Linked DNA regions of Mus musculus: region 2 is linked to region 1. The links are chromatin contacts, called in public HiChIP or PLAC-seq maps. All regions are on one chromosome and are shown on one strand. The core of a region is the stretch at or near the end of the contact, and the rest is flanking DNA. Distances in the headings are between cores, read along the strand shown.

The links. HiChIP or PLAC-seq counts read pairs in DNA pulled down with a chosen protein or histone mark.
Region 2: a contact with region 1 is called in an HNF4G HiChIP or PLAC-seq map of pancreatic cancer cells. The contact joins two enhancer-like sites. A contact is called at or near these places in 1 of 115 datasets of contacts at active chromatin or transcription factors (pancreatic cancer cells) and 1 of 9 other capture datasets (adipose tissue).

What each region holds. Positions count from the first base shown.
Region 1 is chr2:113,418,091-113,425,342 of GRCm38.p6, forward strand. The region is part of intron 2 of Fmn1 (formin 1); the gene reads left to right. Among named protein-coding and RNA genes, the nearest start is that of Gm13963, 30 kb to the left of the region's middle. Within about 2 kb of position 2,836, at least 74 of the 459 cell types and tissues checked have an H3K27ac peak or open chromatin away from gene starts, as enhancers often do. A contact at or near this core is called in pancreatic cancer cells, where this site is marked.
Region 2 is chr2:113,637,090-113,644,341 of GRCm38.p6, forward strand. All of the region lies in intron 16 of Fmn1 (formin 1), which reads left to right. Among named protein-coding and RNA genes, the nearest start is that of 4930533B01Rik, 68 kb to the right of the region's middle. Within about 2 kb of position 3,547, at least 27 of the 459 cell types and tissues checked have an H3K27ac peak or open chromatin away from gene starts, as enhancers often do. A contact at or near this core is called in pancreatic cancer cells, where this site is marked.

The DNA.
Region 1 (7,252 bases), core at 1,586-4,085:
GATACTATAAAGGCTGCCTCCTTGTTTATCTGTGATAATCTTAGCTCCCTATTCTTCTGTATGTAACAAGCCTGCCTCTCTGTTCAACAGTATATAAAAAGCACATTGAGTTTCTAAGGTGTGGGACAAGTTCAACTGTGTCACCAGGCAGAAAAACTGGTAAAGTTCAACAGATTAAGGAAACCCAGCAATTCTCATAATTGAGAACAGTAGACAAGATACCTGTCCTGGAGCACGTAGCACCTCACTAAGAGGATCATACCAACTGGTCATGTAGCATAGAGCCCAGAATTGTCCATGCTAATGAGGTATCTAGATGGGCTGCCCAGAGGGTTTAACCAATAAGCTTCCCTTCTTGGACATTTCCCTCCTGCAAAAGACATTTAATCTCTTTTGCACCATGAATAAACAGTTGGGACAAACAAGGACTGTCTCTCTCATCAAGAACCGTTGTCAGTTGAAGCCTTCATTACAGAGCTGCACAGCCTAAGTCCTGACACTTACGGTGAGCTGAGCCAGATTCTCCCATCCCAGGGCTCATCTCAGGCCCATGGGCCCTGTTCTTAACTCCTCCCTGTTCCCAGTGGTGTCTGGGTGTCCAGGAGATTGGGAACCACAGCCTCAGCCTGAACCATTTCTCACCTGGAAAGACATGGGTTGGGACCCCTCATCTTAGCCTGTGTTCTGCCTCCCCTGAGCGGTGTGTCAATGGCGTGTCCCAGGATCTGATGGTGGTGAGGAACTAACATAGCCTAGTGGTTCCGTGTTTTTTCTCCCCAAGTGGCTTTCACATATATCAGTGGCAAGGTGAAATGCAGAGCCACCCTAGGGTGCTGTGATTTCTCCATCAGAGACCTCAGTCCACCTGAAACCCATGTTTATATAAGTGTGTCCATTTGTCCATTCTTTCTTTATTCCCTCAATGGCCCTCTTATCAGGTCAACTTCCTAGAGCCATATGAGGATGCAGCAGTTGTTGCTAACCCTTCCATTTATGATCTCCTATAGCCGTGTAGGAAAAGATATATCGGCATGTATGGGTTACATGCTTGATCACTTTCCACCTTATTGTTTGAGATAGAATAGATAGATACTGAAACTGGAGTTCATCTATTAGGCCAGGCTACAGTGAGCTGCAGGGATCTGACTGCATCTGCCCCACCCGTCCAGCACTGCAGCCACAGATGCACACTGTGCTGCATCCAACTCTTTAAGTGGGTACTAGGGGTTGGAACTTGGGTCCTCATACTTATATGGCAGGCCTTTTACACACTGAGCTACCTCCCCAACTTCCTCATTGATTTTTCTTTTAAGGGTACAAATATTAAGACTCAAATTTACACTGTTTTAAAAATAGACACGATCTAACAATTTTCTTTCTTTCTTTTTTTTTTTTTTTTTTGCAAAGAAAATAGTGTCAAGTCTCTTCAGCAAAGTAACACCTTTAGTAATTTACATGAAATTATCCAATCGTTCCTTTACTGTTTTATCCTTTTCAGTAATGCATGCTGTTCTAGATTCTGTGGCAAATTACAGAACTATTTTAGGATTAAATTAGCTGGAAGGCATTGCTGCAGGAATAGACTTTTGTTGCCTGTTGCCCTAGCAATGTGTTCTCATTTCCTTTGCCAGTTGGTTTCTCCGTGGCTTGAGCAAAGCTGAGTCCCTTGAAAAGTCATTCACCCACCCCACCCCATCCCTGGGTGTGAGCAAGCCCGTGGCTTTCCCCAGGAATCGGGTATATTCCTGCCCTTCATCTGTACATTTTCATTTCAAATAAGGGAAGAGAGCATTAATTATTTGGAACTTGTGTTTATCAGCAGACTCACCACTGGCCTATATAATTCTCCTTTGGTTGTGTAACATGTGAGCCCACAATAAAAGCCCGACTCCTGATAGATACATTTGTCTCTACAACACCCATCAGCCCAACCCTTTTCGTTACACTGAAGCATTGCTGACAATCTTGTACTGATTTATGATTTCTCATCAACCTCAGGCTGTAAGATCCCTATTTTCCTATTTACTGTAATTTTTCCCAGTGAATGTTTATCATGAATTTGAATACATTGATAAGTCCTTTTTGGCCAAGAAAGAGAATTCAATTCTGTTCTTAGTATAGTTTTAACTCACTTTATGGATCAGTTGCCTTCATAAAGATTTTGGCTTATGGAATCAATTTTCTTTTAGTACATTGATTTTTTTCTGCTGACATGCAATTTAAATCGGAGCTGTGTTTTCTGGTGCAATAATGGCCTAAAGACATAGCAAAATCACACTGATGATTGCAACAGTCCCCTTGAGGGGACTCAAATATTGGTGTGATGCTAAAAGCAAGCTAATTAATTAAACATGATTAGGACTAGCTTCATGTTTGAGCAAATGGATCCAAGGTGTAATGAAAAGAATCTGTGGTACTTTAGCTGAACAAAACATGTTGACAAGACCCTGAGTTCTCCAATGTCCTCCTACATGAAACTCCTCTTTTGCTTCAATGGTTTGTTGTCCATGTTTGGTTGGTTTGGTTTGGTTTTCTGGATCATATTATACATTGAAGGAGAGAATCAGAAACAACAAAAATACCTAAAAGCAAGTAAAATGAATTTGAGAATATGCCTACTGAACCATTCCTTTGACCATGAGTGTGAACTCCTTATACCTATGTGTTCTGGGAAAGAAAGCATCATATTATTTCCCTTGTTTCTTGAAGACATACACTAAGCCATAAAGGACCCGAAGAGATTTGTGCCAGCGTCAAAGATTGGAATGGTGCAGAGATGGTGATTCATTCTTAGCACTTCGCCACTGGAATTCCTTTAGGGTTAGTCAGGACTCTAGGTAACTTGGGGAGAACAGCTAGCCTTTTGTAAGCTCAGTTACACAAGGATGCCAATTGTAGCTGTTATTCAGATGTGATATTGCTGCCAAATATGTCTGAGGAGGTCTCTGGTCTTGTGCCTTTATTGATTTATTTATTGTGCTTCTCTTTTGTACCAATTGAATCGTCTTCACCTGAGAAAGAAAGTAGTATACTTAACTACATCCCTCCCTTATTTGGGGCTATGTCAATTTCCCGTTCTCTGTCAGAACAGAAGGTGAGAAGGGGTTGATCACTTTGATAGCTCACTGGAGAATGGATGGACCAATCACAGTATCGCTATTATTCTAAATGAGTACCGTGGGTAGCAGACAGCAAGGGCCTATGTGCATTAGTAAATATGAACATGTTAGAAGGCAGGAAATAGATATCATTGCCAGCGCCAATATTTGTCAGAGTTCCTGATGGAAAGTTAAAGAGTAGAGTTAGTAAGTCCAAACTTGAAGGTAGTTTTTAGAGGCTATGTATGAACTGAATGACCTAGTTAAGAAAACAAGTCCAGGTTTATGGGTTTCCAGGAACTAACATGAGTGGGTGGCCCTTAGGAACACTCCTAGGCTTGAAAGGGAAACAAATTTCCATTGTTAGAAAGCTGACAAGAACTGCAGAATAGAAAAGCAGCAATCAGTAGGAGGTATGACTGTGGAAAACAGCAGCCTCAGAGATCTTGTGGGTGCAGTAAGTGTGGAATTACTCAGCCTGTTTCTCCTTTTATTCTCTAGCCTCTTGCTTGTGGTGTTAGAAGTTCTCAGCTAACTGGCAGCCACTGGAACCACAAGCTAACTTGGACAGATAATGTCTGTAAAGATTCTGGCTTGGGACTTCATTGTAGAGTAAGCTGGAAGGCCTGTCTTCCTAGGAACCGCTAATACATTCAGAGCTCTTTCTCTGGAGCTGGTTTTGTTTCTTCAAGATCAGTGTCCAACATATGCCTAACCATAGAGACTGAAAGGTTCCTGGGAGCAAAGCAGGGGAATTCAATAGCAGTGTTCAGAAAGCATATGATCTTTTCTAGGTTAACGATGTGTTCACCGTGTGCAACATTCCCCTAGCCAAAAGAACATTTAGGAGAATTAGGGAGTACCATTCAGTATTGAGCAGGTCTATATATTTCCTATGAATTCCACTTTAATTGTGACCCCAATTTCCTCTACTTTTTCTTGTGATTTTAACACTTGAGGTTAAGTATGTTCTTTAATTTTCAAATAGTTGGTTATACATTCTACATATGTCTGGAAAGAGTACATATTTTCCAATTATTGGGTGGGATATCTTATAACTATTAGATAAAATCTGGTAAGTCTTTGTATCCATTGATTTTGCAGTCTTATTTTTGAGATAGGGTCTCGCTACGTAGCCCAGGCTGTCCTGAACTTACTTAACCTTGAACTCATGGTAATCTTCCTGCTTCAGCTTCCTGAGTGGTGGAGTTCCAGGCACAAGCCACCATTCCTGACTTCACTGATTTTCTGTCAGTCTTTTATGGCAATTAATAAGAGAGTAATATGGAAGTCTCTCCATATAATTTTGAATTTGTATATTTCTCCATCCATTTCTGGTAGTTTTGTTTCACGTACCGGTACCTTTTATTAGGTATCAGTAGTACAAATTTAGGATTGTTATAACTTTGCAATAAAGTGAGTCGCCTTATGTCATTCTTTCCCATTCCTTTTGACTGCCAGCACTCACCATCTTCTCCCTTCTTAGTTCTGATTGGAAGCTTGTGCTAGTGTCCAGCTTCCCCTACCTGATTCAATAGTAGTCCTTTTATCAGTGGTTTTCAGCAAATTTGTTTAGTGCTGGTTTGTTGCGTTTGTCTTGCTTGTGGTTAGTTGAAACATTTTATTCCATGGGTTTCTAACCTTCTTCAAACTTGAAACATTAAAGCTAGTATCTCTTTGAATATTTTCTGTCCAACCCCAATGCTCCTAATTATATTCATGCTAGAATGCTTAAAATGTCAGATAAGTCACCAGGGCTCATTTCATTTTTCCTTTGCAATCCAGAAATCAGCATTTGGCAGAAATCATGGACAGTTGTGTGGCTTACCTCACACACTTCTACTTTCCCAGGGATTAGATTGCTGCTTGCCATTGGACATCAAAAGCTAATTGTTGCCTATAGTCTGTTTTATTGTGTATGGCAGGAGGTTAATGATGGACAGTGGTCTCTGAATTTTGTTCTACTCACTTCTTGTTTTGTCCAGAGCAAGGCTAACTTCCTCCATCACCACTTTTCCATCTTTAAAATCAGGAGACTTTGCGCCTAGCTTACAGGGTCATTGAGAAGATCCCCAGCCACATGTAATATGTGTGTGTGTGTGTGTGTGTGTGTGTGTGTGTGTGTGTGTGTGTGTGTGTGTGTGTATACACAGAATAAATTCCTCATGTCAGACATTACTCAGCCTTAGAACAATCAGTTTGTTGGGAGACTTAATGTAGGTTGCCAGCACAAGGTGAAGGGATGTTGGAAAATGCTGGTGTCCAAGACAGTGATTTGAGAATCTAGCTGTTTCACAAAGACTTCTTTTTGTTTGTTTGTTTGTTTTTTGTTTTTTTGAGACAGGGTTTCTCTGTGTAGCCCTGGCTGTCCTGGAACTCACTTTTTAGACCTGGCTGGCCTTGAACTCCACCTGGCTCTGCCTCCAATTTCTGGGATTAAAGGCATGCACCACCACTGCCTGGCTTTTTTGTTTGTTTGTGTTTTTGACACAGACGCTCCTGATAGACAGTTCTCCGAGGCCATGCTTCTTTGACTAGAAGAGCAGGCAGCTTGGCATGCCTTAAACCCCAATCCTGCCAATAAAACTAGCACAGGTAACTGGAGAACAGTTGGTATGTCAATAAGGTTAATGTCAACATACTTCTATAGCTATTGCTATCAGAATTTTTTTATTAGAAAAAAATCTGTATCAGACCCAAAGGACCAGTCTTTTTTCTTTTGGCTACAGAAATGAAATAATGGAACATACTGTCATACTTTCTTTTACATCATGCCTAGAGTCTTATTCTCATCCCCTAAATGCTTATCATTGATAGTAAAAAGAGACTTATTTCCCCCTTTTTATCTTGCTATTTATATTCTCAGTTCTGTGAATCTCAAAATCGTTTCCCAGCAACCACATACATGGTGGCTCACAATCCTCTTTAATGGGATCCAATACTTTCTTCTGGTGTGTCTGAAGACAACGACAGTATACTCACATATATAAAATAAACAAATCTTTAGAATTTCATTCATATGTATGTTTTATTAGCCAATGCTTATCAGTTTACAGTTTTTTTCTTATCATCTCTCTTTAAATCATTACATATCCTTTTAACCCAGCCTTCCTACTGGGCAGTTATCCACAGAATAATTGGAATACTATTTCAAGAAAAAAATGTTAACAGTTTTACTTTTAGTGATTAAAAGTGTATGCTTTCTGTATTCTTGACTTTGCTTCAAAATGTTTAGTAAGCATTCCTTATCAACCAACATATCTATTTTTTTTGATAACTTAGGCATTTGAAGTATTAACATCTGTTTTCTTAAGCATTTACTCTCTGAGACTATACAGAGGACCTAATGTCTCAGGACTCATACAACTTGGTAAACATTTTTCAGCCATTTGACACCAGATCTCACCTAGATGTACCTCCCAAACCCAGTCTTTACCCATTCTTAGCATAATTTGTACTACTTTAAATATGTGACTCTTGATAAAATGTTCATCACAACCATATTCACAAAAGAGTTTCTTTATTTGCAAGTCCATATCCCTCCCAAGAAAGGGACATATGAGAGAGTTAATGTAATTATCATTAGTGTATATTGATGTAATTCTATAAATAACAATTCTTTGGAAGCTATGTCTATAAATAGGCTGACTGGGCTCTATGATCATGAATTTGACCTTCAGTGAAGAAAGGTTTTCGTGTCTCCACGCAGAGCCCTGAGGATCTATTCTTTTCAGAGCTGATCAAACACTTACCTGAAGCTATTATATCAGATGATGGGATTTCTACTTTGGGTGCTCAAAAGACTTGGCATCTACTTCACTGGAATGCTTTAGTAAACTCTTATGAGCTCAATTATTCTTTTTATCTTCTTTGATTAAAAAGTTGTCCTTCCCCTGATATAGCTGTCTCTTGTGAGGCTACGCCGGGGCCTAGCAAACACAGAAGTGGATGCTCACAGTCAGCTATTGGTTGGATCACAGGGCCCCCAATGGAGGAGCTAGAGAAATTACCCAAGGAGCTAAAGGGATCTGCAACCCTATAGGTGGAACAACAATATGAACTAACCAGTACCCTCAGAGCTTATGTCTCTAGCTGCATATGTATCAAAAGATGGCCTAGTTGGCCATCACTGGAAAGAGAGGCCCATTGGACTT
Region 2 (7,252 bases), core at 2,297-4,796, 220 kb after region 1:
AGATATTTTGAGGGTAAACCTTCTTGTCTCTTCTGGACCGCAGGCATCCTTGATACATATTAACTGAACACAGTGTGAACATGTGAGGCTTATGGAGTCCTGCAGCTCAGATTGATGGTCACCCCTGACAGGTCAATGGGAATTATATTCCTGGTCTGACGAGCATGGCAACTTGGAAATCTGAAATTCGGTGTTGTTTGTTGTGTTGCTTTTTTTCATTCCTTTACAGAGGGGCAAACTGGGGCCCAGTGAGTGCCATCACCCCACTGCTTGGCACCTATTGGTTCCTTGGGGTACCTGGAAGATCCAACATTTACTTAGAAACCTTTGCAGGTTCTGTACCGTCCTCCATATTTTGGGGACAACTAAGACACTTTTATTGGTTGGGGTTAGTGAACGTGAAAATGTACTGCTTCTATGTAGTATTTCCTATTTTAATTTCCCCAAATCAGTTTTAAGATTCAAAAGAAAACTGAATATGGGGTTTTTGAAGGAAGCTTTCCTCTTTAATAGAAAGGCAGGGGAAATGCATGCGGGGATTGCTGGGGAAATTTTAGCATGCTGTTCCCATTACCAAATAAGGCCACATGGTACTACACCACCAAAAGGCTGCTAAGTTGGGTCAATTGACAAAATATGGCCAAGCCACCTTGGAAATTAGCAGAGAAATTCTCAGTCCATGAGTCACAGGAGCTCCATGGCAGCTTCTCTCTCTCTGCAGAGATCTCTGTTCTTTCCTCTCTACAAGACCTTGTTTTCATGAAGCAGAAGGCAGAGTCGGTCTTGTTCAATCTCATGTTTGATGGGAGTAATGGGTCAGGCACAGTACCATCTAGAGAGCAAACAATGGCACAAACATTTTGTACTATGTGACTGTGAATAGGAAGGGTTTTTTAAAAAGTAATTCATCAAGGTAAATTTGTTGCTTTATGGGCTATACCAAACATACATAACCTGTTGAAACTTCCATAGCCAGCAGATACTCTATTTGTTACCTCTAATTTATGACTGTTTCTTCTCACACATGCAAGCTGAATTTGAAATGAGGTACATATATGGCTTATGTCCTATACTTTTTAAATTTTCTATTATTCAATAGCTGGAAATTGTCAAAATGCGCACATGTGCGCATGCACACACACACACATATTAGAGTTTTATCTGCCTGTATATCTTAATGGGCTTAAATTCTATCTTTAAGAGAGCCAGTATCTTGATACATTGAAAATTCTATTATGAGCTGGGCGGTGGTGGCGCATGCCTTTAATTCCAGCACTTGGAAGGCAAAGGCAGGCAGATTTCTGAGTTCTAGGCCAGCCTGGTCTACAAAGTGAGTTCCAGGACAGCCAGGGCTACACAGAGAAACCCTATCTCGAAAAACCAAAAAAAAAAAAAAAAAAAAAAAAAAAAAAAAAAAAAAAAAAAGAAAGAAAGAAAGAAAGAAAAAGAAAGAAAATCCTATTCTTTTGATGAAAAAAGAGATACATTTGAATAGGATAGAACCTTTCAAACTTGGAAAATTTACTAGGTTTCTCAGCTCAAGGAAGGAAGCCCTAAATTAGTTCGTGAGAAATTCAACTTTTTTTTTAGTATTTTGTTCATATGAACCCTGTCCCTAGCATCACAGAGATCCATTCTTTTTACCCTCACTTTCCTATGTAACTTTTGAATTTTCTTCTTTCTTAAAAAACCCCCTTGGGTGCAGTTATAGTTGGGAGTGGGGCCTGCCATACTACATTACTCCATTAAAGAAAACTGACTCTTCTGTCCCAAGAGCTATCAAATGCGAATAGCTCCTCAGCTATCAATGGGATTTCATGCCCACCCCAACCCTCATTCTAGGATTTCATCTGGCTTGATCTTATGCATGTTGTCACACTCTATATGCACTCATATGTGCAACTTCCCTGTTGTATGTAGAAAACACTGTGACAGTGCCAAATGAGACCGTGTTTCTGTCGTTTAGTGGTGTATAACCAAGAACTATATGACATGTAATGTTATCCTCATATGGTTTCGAACCTGTAACTTTGCTAACTTGCAGAGTATACAAACGGGAATATCTCTTGATTACTGTTAGGGCAATAAAGAGTCGTTCCTTTGAAAAATAGAAAAGACTTACTTTGGGTCAGAGTTTCAGAAGTGTAATTCAAGGTCACTTGGCTCTGTTAACTGTGGACTCCATTGTCCGTGGGCTGTGTTAGGCAGCGCAGCACGAAGTGAACATGGGCAGAAGACAGTACTACATTTTTTTAAAGCGTAGCTGTTTCTCTGACTAATAGGAAACGTAAAATTCTCTGCCCACCACAAATATGTGTTATTGACCTTGGATAATCACATTTTATGGTGATTTTCATGCAATTTAAGTATAACATTTATCTGATTCCACATTTTCATAAACAGTACCACTATTACTTGTACTCCTAAGGAAAATACTACTGCTAGCCCAGCCTTGATGTAGATGGAGCTCATAAAATATACCTGGATATCAGCAATACTGAGATGTGAACTCTCTATCAGTCCTGGAGTTGACATGATATGTAATAGGCCCAGTATGACGGTAAACTTGGGCGAGAGGAATCCTTCTCAGACAGGTTAGGAAATGCATTCCAGGCAGAGGGAACACTGCAAACCTGTAACAATAGTAGATGTGCATTGTCTGGGGAATGCATAAGACTAGGTGTGGCCAGACCGTAGGCTTTATGTGAAAAATGCAAGACTTGTAAGGAGAAAAGTATCGCCACGGGGCTTGATGAAGAACCTGATTCATGTTATAGACAACAGACAATAGTGAAAGCTGTATATGTGTCCAGGAATGGCAGGTGCAGGCTGGGCTGGGTGTCTTGTTTGGTGAAGGAATGTTAGGGGCCCGCTCTTTCTTTTGTTCTTAAGAAATGTATCATAATTACCAATGATATGAAGTTAATTGAAGGAACAAAAGGCTCAAAAAGAACCCGAGTAAAAGCAGTGGCGGTGGAAGGAAGGCAGTGACATAAACTTTGGATATGACACCTTTGATGTGCATGTGTGACACACCGGCAGAGATGCCATGCTTGTGCGAGAGAGCTTCGTGATGCTGCAACAATGGTGCTATAGCATCTAAAGCATTTATACTCAAGAGACCTGTGACCAAGCTGCAAAGGAAATAAAAAAAAATTCTCTTTATGTTTTAAGAAGTTTACAAGTTACCCTTAGCTACCTGTGGTGCAAACAGTTCCGAGAAGATGGCAGTTTAAGACATGTGGGTGAATGTGTCAGTCCAAAGGCAAGATGTAGAATAAAAAGATTCCTCAGAGCAGCTGAGTGTAAGGTCGTATTGGAAGCTGAGAAAGCATGCTGTGACATGGAGCCTGTGTGGGGTGTTGAGCAGGAAAGCTAGTTTTTTGTTAGGGGTCTTCTCACTCAGAAAATACTAAGCAATTAGGGTTTGGATGTTTTGGGTTTTTTTTTTTTTTTTTAAGCCTGAGAAGTCACATGCATTGTGACTCAGTTGATTCATGATTAGAATTATTTGTATATAAGCAGCAATTCAGCTCTTGTAATTTTCCATTTGTAAATCACATCCTGTTGCCACACTGGAATGAGATGATGTGTTTGTCTTGACCATCCTTCCTTTCTCAGAACACTCTTAAATAATGTTGACAAAGCCACAGTACTTATTCTCAACTAACTTTCATTTCCTGAGCTAAACACAAAGAACTTTTAATGGTACTTTTCTGGGTTTCGATCCCTGTGGCGTCTAAACTTTCCCCTCCTCTTCCACAGTAGGCTCTTGTGGATGCCAATTTACAGTGCAGGTCTAAGCAATCCTGTGCAGCCATTTGTGTGTCTTGTTTGAGCTCCCACTTTCCCACCCTCAGATCAAACATGACCAATAACGATATGGCCTTCGAAACCATGATGCTCACATTAAAAGTCCCCATAAACATAGCAGGGATCCTATAATTGAAAGAAGCCACAAAGCAACTGATTAGATCCTAGGTCTAGATCTTATAGGTGGTCTTTCCTTGCTGTTAAATTGGCCATTTGTATTTATAGCTTCGGCAGGGAAGGCTGTAACTAAAACTGGCCCTAATTCCAGCACCTCCCACGATTGGTCTTATCTCACATTCAGTTACCCGTGGATGGTGATAAATTTCAACCTGACTCTGAATGAATAACTCTAGCTCTGTTTCCTGTGTGGTTATTTGGCCAGATAAGTTTTTTTTTTTTTTTTTTTTTTTTTTTTTAGTGTCAAGAAACTTTTCTGAAAAATACTGCTGCTGCTGTTGCTACTACTACTACTACTAAATAATACAAAAACCCCAATAATTTTACCAAGTTTAACAAAATTTTACCAAGTTAAACAAAAAGCCGTAAGTCTGATTCCTCACACTGAACGCAGGCAGTTCCAATACACAAATGGGTAAATATCCCACAACAGCTGAGACTATGGCTGTCGGACCCTATTTGCTTTGTACTTTCTCTGAGCCTGTAACACAGCCTCAGCCTGACCTAAGATACATAGTTATCACTGTCTATTGATTTGTGAACAAAAGCCTGGAACTGGGTGAAGTCCCTAGAGGGTATGTATTTTCCCTCTGTGGCTTTCTTGTTTAAATCCTTTCAGAATCAGAGAATCCTGGTAGAATCTAGCAAGAGATATTTTCAGCCTATAATTCTCAGCGCTGGTTAGACGTCTTCCCTATAAAAATCTCTTTGTTGGATATATACATCTAAATTATTTTGTAATAATCTTTAAGTCAAATAACATTGACAAGGGCCGTAACTGAACCTCAAAATAGAACAACAGCAAACTACTGTCAGCCTTGTCATTGCGACCTCAAGACCATGGAAGTAAAACTGATTCACCATATTCCGTGGTTGTGAGAAAAAAACGTGTGACCTGGAGTGTGGCCTCTGAAAGAAAGGAATCTTAACTCAGCACGTGGAGGAAAAGAGAGGGACTGGACCAATGTATGTCAATCATGGGCCAGGGTGTGTACTGCTGAGTCTCTATACAACTCAAGAAGGCTGGCTTCAGGTGTCATCAGACAGCAAAACTGTGTTATGTGTCTTGAGCCTTTGGAAAGTAGAAAGAGCTACTTTAGTGGGGGCTTCCTCATCAGGCTCTCATCTGAAAAGCTTAGTTTGGATCTTTTTATTTACTAATGTAAAGTTTTTGAACCAATTAGATGGCACAGCAGGTTCTCTCGTTCTCTCTCTCCCTCTCTCTCTCTCTCTCCCTCCCTCCCTCCCTCCCTCTCCCTCCCTCCCCCTCTCCCTCTCCCCCTCCCCCTCCCTCCTTCTCCCTCTCCCTACTTCTCCCCTCCCTCTCCCTCTCCCCCTCCTCTCCCCCTCCTCTCCCCTTCCTCTCCCTCTCCTCTCCCCCTCCTCTCCCCTCCTCTCCCCTTCCTCTCCCCCTCCTCTCCCCCTCTCCCCTTCTCTCCCCTCCCCTCCCCTCCCGTTCCCCCTCCCTCTCCCCCTCCCCCTTTTCTCTCTCACACACACATTATTTAGAGATCTCATTTATATCCGCCCCCCAAGAAGATTCTTTCTTCCTCTTTCTCTCAGGTCTTCCTACTTCTTACCTTATCTTTGCACTCCTCGAACCTTACTTACACCACCTTCTCCCCACCTTGGTATCTTTAGTTCACTGTTTCTGTAAAAGCCAGGCCTCCACTTGGCTTTCAGTAAGTCTAGTTCTCTTTTTATTTTTTTCATCAATATTCAGTTGTAAAAACAAAAGTGTCTAAATGTTTTAAATGTATCTGGGGTAAAAAAGAAGTTTATAGACAAACTTCACCATAGTTATAAAATTTTATATAAGCTACTATTCCATGACCAAATAGAAATAATTCCCAGAATATGAAGATAATTAGATACCTAGAAATCAAAGTATAGTTTCTATCCCTGTCAACAGATAAAAGAGGAACAGTCACGTGATTATTGCTTAGGGTTAGGTTGTAAACGGTATATTACAAAATTCACTAACCACTCTTCATTTAAAAAGCTTTAAAAAGCATTAAATAATGTATACTTACTCACTATAATAAAAAAAATCGTACTAGCCCCAAATTTGTAGCTTGTACCACAGACAAAATTCAAATGTACCTACAGTAAGAGTTCCCAGGCATTGAAAAATGAAGAAAAAAACATGTAACTAGCAAAGCTGTAGAAACTGTTCATAAAATGTAGGAAAAGATTCCACTCTTCCGATAGAAGACATGTAAGGTAAATTATACTGAAATTTCATTTTCTATGCAATAGATTATCAAATTACCAAGGTTTGAAGGCAGACTATCTTGGCTCTGTAGTGAGATGTCATTCTAACTCATTGCTTTTGTTACAGTCCATTTGGAGTTCAGTTTATCAAATAGCAGCATCCACTAAAGTCTAGTGTGTGCTTCTCGAAGGAAGATGTGCCACGCTGATGTGGGGATGACGCTGTGGGAATGATTAGGGTGGGTCTCCCCACCTCACTTCACCTAATCTGCATACTCCACTACAGATGTGCCCGAGAGGATGGTCTGTTCAGTGATCCCAGACTCTGTCAAGGTGCCAGTCATTATTAATCGTCACAGTAGTTTACCTCTTACCCTTTCTTCCCTGTTACCAAGTCTGGTTCTTTATTTCTAGCTAGCTCCTTCACTTTCTTTTACAGGAGTGCATTGGAATATATATGCTCATTCCAGGACAAGATAAGGGATTTGTATCCTAAATTACCCTAACATACAGTATCTTTCATGCCTAACCACAAAGGAAGACCAAATATCATTTTGTTTTTATGTCTTAAGACTACCATCAGAATCTGACCTATTACATAGATATTTGCCTTTCAAGCCTTAAATCTAATTTGCCGAGCATGGTGGAGCAACCTTTAATCCCTGCAGTCAGGAGGCAGAAGTAGACAAAACTCTGTGAGTATGAGGCCAGCCTGGTCTACACAATGAATTGCAGAACCGCTAGGGTTATATAGTGAAATCCTATCTTCAAAAGGAGGAGGAGGAGACAAAAAAAGGAAGGAAGAAAAGAAAAAGAAGAAAAAGAAATACTCTAATTCTGTGTTGTTTCTCCTCCTCTTCCTTCTTTCTCCCCATTGTTCCTCCTCTTCCTCCTCCTCCTCCTCCTCCTCCCCCCTCCTCCTCCATCTTCTTTAAAACAGGGCCTCATTGTAGCACAGGCTAGCCTCAAACTATCTATATAGCCAAGAATTACCTTGAATTACCTTGATCCTCTTGCTTCCACCTCTGTATTAGGGGTTATCCCTGGC